Regions from separate parts of the Ovis aries genome. Here region 2 is linked to region 1. A link is a contact called in public Hi-C data. All regions are on one chromosome and are shown on one strand. Each heading gives the region's core, a stretch centred on a gene start, on an enhancer-like site or on the middle of the called end of the contact. The rest is flanking DNA. Distances are from core to core; before and after follow the strand shown. Region 1 holds the start of NHEJ1 (non-homologous end joining factor 1). Region 2 has its middle 4.3 kb from the start of RESP18.

Region 1 (2,921 bases), core at 83-2,582:
GTCAAAAAGCCCCCCAAAAAGGTTTGAGAAATTCAGCACCACACCTAGAGTAAGCTGCTCTCACCACACACGTCCAGTTCTGAGATCTATATCTCAGCTTTTTCTTATTTCCTTCCAGGATGACTTCACATTAACCAGATTCACCCGTTTATTTTTCTTTTCTTTTCTTCTAATAATTTTTTATTGAAGTATAGCTGATTTACAATATTATATTAGCTTCAAGTGTGGTGGTGGTGGTTTAGTTGCTAAGTCGTGTCCAACTCTTGCGACCCCAGGGTCTGTAGCCTGCCAGGCTCCTCTGTCCACGGGATTCTCCAGGCAAGAATACTGGAGTGGGTTGCTATTTCCTTCTCCAGGGGATCCTCCCGACCCAGGAGTCGAACCCGGGTCTCCAGCATTGCAGGTAGATTCTTTACCTACTGAGCTATGCTGCTGCTGCTAAGTCGCTTCAGTCCTGCCCGACTCTGTGCGACCCCATAGACGGCAGCCCACCAGGCTCCCCCGTCCCTGGGATTCTCCAGGCAAGAACACTGGAGTGGGTTGCCATTTCCTTCTCAAAAGTGAAAGTGAAGTCGCTCAGTCGTGTCACTGAGCTTTGAGGGAAGTCAAATGTACACCTGTTACAATTACTGAATGAAGGGAGGGGAAGTGTGGAGGGCCAACAGCGGAGTGCCAACAGCGGAGTGGGGTTGCCTAAAGCGAGTCGGGATGAGCCCTCTAGGCGCAGTTCCTCCGCCATCCTGCAGAGGACAGCAGAACGCCAAAGACTGTCCGGGCTAGACTCTGCCCCGCCTCATCCCTCTGGGAGAGGGCGGACCCTCCCTCCCTTTACCACAGCCCCACCCCAGGAGCCCCGCCTGGTGGCAGCCAGTTTCCATTCGCCCTCGCGAGAAAGGCCTTCCAGTCCGTGTTTCTATTTTTACAGAGCCGGCTGCTTGAGGCGCGGCTCCGGACTCCCCAAGCGGCAACAAGGCCAAAAACCGGCTGCTTCATCGCAGCAAGTTGCCGGCTGGGAGTACCTCCACAAACCCCGCCCCGCGGCCGGGAGGCGAGCTGCGCACGCGCGGCCCCTGCCACCACCACCCCCGCCCATCCCCGGAGGCCTGGCCCAGAACCTTGGCCGCGCGCGGGTCCCTCCTGGCAGGACACTTGGGGGGAGGAGGCGCTATTGCCAGGACCAGCCCGCAGGGCCCGAGATGTCTTTCGCTGCCTAGCCCTGGCCCTGGCCCGGATTACAGCTCGACCCCACCTACCGTGAGCGGCCGAGAGAGCTCTCACCCTCCCCGCGGCAGGCTGGCCCGCCCGCGCCAACGAAAAGGCCTAGAGTAGAAGCATTTCCCACCCCCACTACAGGGAGGTGGGGTCTTGGGACACTGGGGCGGAGCCCAGGCCTGATGTGGGCGGGGCATCTGGGCCCCGGGAGCTGATAACTGGAGTGCTCGGAGCCGGAGGGCTACCGGGGCCCTGGTAGGTGGGTAGAAGGAAAAAGGCGCACTTTAGAGTTGCCCTGCGTCCCTGGAGGCTCAGATAGTAAAGAATTCGCCTGCAATGCGGGATACCAGGGTTGGGAAGATGCATCCCCTGGAGGAGGGCATGGCAACCGACTCCTGTATCCTTGCCTGGAGAATCCCCATGGACAGAGGAGCCTGGCTGGATACAATCCATAGAGTCGCAAAGAATCGGACACGACTAAGCAACTAAGCTCAGCACAGCAGAGTTGCCCTGGCAGAGTAGAAAGAATGCCAGACGAAATGCAGGAAGAAGGACCACGAATTTGAATTTGTTGAAAAACCGAAAGTCAAATTTCCCTACCCTACGTGTCTTTTTTGTTGTTTTATTTTTAAATAAAATGAGGGGATTGAACGTCACTAGATATTCTCTCTTGGGTCCCACCAGCACTCTGGTTGTTTAAGAGATGAGTCTCCCAGGCATACCTCCCCTGGTCTGACCTTGTCTTGTACCTTCCTGCCTGCTTTCTCCCTCCATCCACCACCATACGTATGCTCCATCACCAATCCAACTCATCTTGTACCTTGTGTAACTTACAGTTTTGCTCCATCTGGACACCCAAGTCTGAAAAATTCTCATCCATGTTCCACAACCCAAAGTCCTCTTGTTAAGGCCAGCCCCAGTGCTGCTTCTATGTAAAGTCTTTCCCACTATCCCCAATCAGAATTCATTGTTTCTTACTCTTTGCTCCCATAGCATTCTTTTAATCTTTATTGAAGACTGACTTCCACTTTGGATTTTAGTTAGTAATTACATGTTTTTTATTGTTGTTGTTTTTTTGATGTACCACAAAGCTTACTGGATCTTAGTAGTTCCCCAACCAGGGATGGAATCCACACCCTTTGCACTGGAAGCTTGGACTTCCAGGGAAGTCCAGTAATTACATGTCTTTTTAAATCATAAGTATTTGAGAGGGGAGGGACCCTGTCTTATCCATATCTATATTTCCAGGACCTTACACATAGGAGATAATAAATATCAGTTAAGTGAATGCTAGGGTTCGAGTATAGATCATTCACAGGCAAAATATCACTCATTCATTCACAGCCCCTGCTCTGGAACAGGCCTAACTAAGAAAGGAAAAGGCAAACACACCTATTGGGAAGTGAGATTTTTGGGGGGCCCATGTGAGATACACACACACATCCTCTCCCCGGGAAAAAGTGGAGCCTGTGATCTGGTTCTTCAGCAAGCTGGGAGTTAGGACTAAACTAACTAGAGTAGGAGTCCTGGTAATTACTGGGACTGTCCTCTGCTAGGCTGAGGGCACTGGTCCCCAAAGTCAGGCAGCAAGTCAGCTGTCTCTCTGGGCTCAGCGGGCCCTCTTTCCTCATTCCCAGAGTCTTGGGGCAGCGGGCAGAGGCAACGGAGGGGTTGGGGAATGCAGGGACACAGGTTTTGGATGGAGAAAG
Region 2 (2,700 bases), core at 61-2,560, 160 kb after region 1:
CACGCATGGTAGCTCTATTTTTAATATTTTAAGGAACCTCCATACTGTCCTCTCTAGTGGCTGTTCCAATTTACACTTCCACCAACAGTGTAGGAGGCTTCTCCACACCCTCTCCAGCAGAGTTTCTCTATGATTGATATTATTTTTCTGAGTGTATGGAGTTAGAATTTCTTTGTGAATAAGTTTTACTACAATTTTAATTTCTTTAGCTGTTCAGATATTCTATTCTTTTCACATCTCTTTTGGGAACTTGAATTTTTCAAAAAATTTATTCACAACATTTAAGCTATCACATTTGTTAGTATAAAAGATATTCATATTTCTTTATTATCCTTTAAATAGCTGTAGAAATTTGAAGTGATTTCACTTTTTAAATTCCTGATTTTGATACTTTGTATTTTTCTGTCTTTTTATTCATCAGTGTAGCTAGAGATAAATATTATCGATCATTTTAAAGAACTGGCTTTTGGTCCTATTGCTTTTTCTCTGTGGTTTGCTCATTTTATTGATATCCATTCTTTATTATTATTTCCTTCTATTTTTTTGAGTTTCACTTATTGTTTCCTAACTTCTTGAGTTGGTAGCTTAGATCATTGATTTAAATATTTTCTTCTTTGCAATAAAGGCATGCGGATCTATACATTTCCCTTTAAGCATTAGTTTTTCATGTTTTGACTATCAATGATTAATGTTTTCTAATTTTTCTTGTGACTCCTTGGACCTATGGATTATTTAGAAGGATGTTGCTATAGGGGATTTTTAAAGGTTTTTTGGTTATTTATTTATTTTTTAATTTCAATGTGGCCTGAGAACACGCTTCATATGACTTAAAAATTTCAAAAACAGGCTGTCCTAGAACTGCCCCTGTAGATAGCAAGGTGGCTCGGGGTGGGGAGGACAGAAATGCTTCAGTTAGCTGCAAAGTTTTGCTTGGAGAAAGAAATAGTTCAAAGAAACCCTAAAATGGTAGGAAACTTGGGATTCTCAATTTGTGTGTATATGTGCTGTATCACTCCCCCTCTAAAATGTAAATTCCTCCTTCCCCAATAAAGAACAGGCTCTAATAACAGTCCTGATTTGCGCAAGCCCTAAGGCACCAGTGAGTCAGCACCTGCCCCACAAACTGGCCTCACCTTGGCTTCTGTGTTTGATCTTCTCTCCAGCCTCTTGATTTTCCCTTTGTTTTAGACCCAGTCAAGGACCCTCACCTGGAGAACAGCAGATTCTTGTTTGCAGACCTTACACCATGGTAACCAGTTCTTATCACGGGGCTCAGTCACTCAGTGCTGATATGTTACCCTAGCAACCGATCTGGGCGAAGGAAGCACAGTTGCCATGGTGACAGGAGTCAGAAGCTGTTCCCTTGGTGGGTGTGCGGGTCTGGATTCCCCCTGAGGCTCAAGCTCCTCTGGGTAGAGTTCATGGCCAGCTAGAAGTGCTCAGCCTTGTGCAGTTGCCCAGTCCAAGCCTCCAGAGCATCCCTTGAGCTGAAACAATACTTCCTAGCAGATATATCTGTTCTACTCTTGCCCTCTCTCAGTACATTCTCCAGCTGTGCTAGGATAGTCTTTTAAAATTTTTACATCATCATTCTATTCATTTCCTTAAAACCTCTGGTGACTTTCTTCTGCCCTTTGTGTAGGAACTAGTATTCTTTACTATGACATACAGGGACAGGAGAAAATGGACATCTTAGCTCAAGCAGAGAGAGAAAATTTGCCCTTCCTCCATCTTTTTATTCTATTAAGATCCTCTATGAATTGGATGGTGCCTACCCGCATGGGCGGTCTTCTTCACCTCTCTCTCTTTTCTGACTGCACAGAGTCTTCATTGCTCTGCTCAGGCTTCTCTTGTTGCAGGGCGTGGGCTCTAGAGCATGAAAGCCCAGTAGCTGCAACACTAGGACTCTCTAGTTACCAGGCACAGGCTTAGTTGTCTCAGGGCACGTGGGATCTTAGTTCCCTGACCGGGAATTGAACTTGAATTCCCTGCATTGGCATTCTTCACTCAATCTGCTGATATCAAATTCTAATCTCTTCCAGAGACACTTTCACAGGCACACTTAGAAACAATGTTTTCCTAGCTGTCTGGGCATCCCTTAGCCCAGTTAAATTGACACAGAAAATTAATCATCACAGTCAGCAACTGGAGTGAACCTTGCTGGGGATCCCTGAAGATCTGTGTAGAACTTATTTCAGATTGACTCCCACCAAGGGAACGATATACTGGAACATTTATCCACTAAATTAAGTCTTTAATTGGTTGAGGGCAGCCCCAGAGGGTGTTAATCCCCAAATATTTCAAGCCTGTCTTGAGCATAGGTAAGCAACTTCCCCAGGCATTCCAGAAAATCCACTAGATGAGAAGAGTCCCATGACTTGAGGTGGGAGGCTGTCAGCACATGAAGACACCCCTCACTTGCACCTACATGTGAGCACAGAGATAGGCCAGGGGACAGCAAACAGAGCTTCTACGGGGTCAGCTACACAGCTATTGTATGAATATGTTGTATCTATGACTCTCTTCCCTGACTAGCCTTCAACTGCCTTGAGGCAGGAACCATGCACTGCAGTGGCCAGGCACAGTGAATGCATGATGGGAAAAAGCAAGGTGGGTGATTGGGGTCAACCTAGTTAATAAGAACTAGATATAGAGAAATAGGCTGAGGGTTATGTTTAGCTATGTCCTTAGAGGCAAGGA

The links. Hi-C and Micro-C count contacts between places; a contact is called where the count stands out from the background.
Region 2: a contact with region 1 is called in a Hi-C map of hypothalamus, with 3 times the contacts expected there. The contact joins the enhancer-like site here to the promoter of NHEJ1 in region 1. A contact is called at or near these places in 6 of 16 Hi-C or Micro-C datasets (blood, hypothalamus, liver and 2 more).

The regions. Positions count from the first base shown.
Region 1 is chr2:221,113,189-221,116,109 of ARS-UI_Ramb_v3.0, forward strand. NHEJ1 (non-homologous end joining factor 1) reads right to left here and starts at 1,333. Exons shown (of 8, transcript XM_012146435.4): 1 at 1,254-1,333. It overlaps SLC23A3 (solute carrier family 23 member 3), which reads right to left. Exons shown (of 12, transcript XM_042244257.2): 12 at 2,198-2,921. The coding sequence ends at 2,746.
Region 2 is chr2:221,278,206-221,280,905 of ARS-UI_Ramb_v3.0, forward strand. No RefSeq gene overlaps it. Among named protein-coding and RNA genes, the nearest start is that of RESP18, 4.3 kb to the left of the region's middle. Within about 2 kb of position 1,311, at least 2 of the 54 cell types and tissues checked have an H3K27ac peak or open chromatin away from gene starts, as enhancers often do. A contact at or near this core is called in hypothalamus, where this site is marked.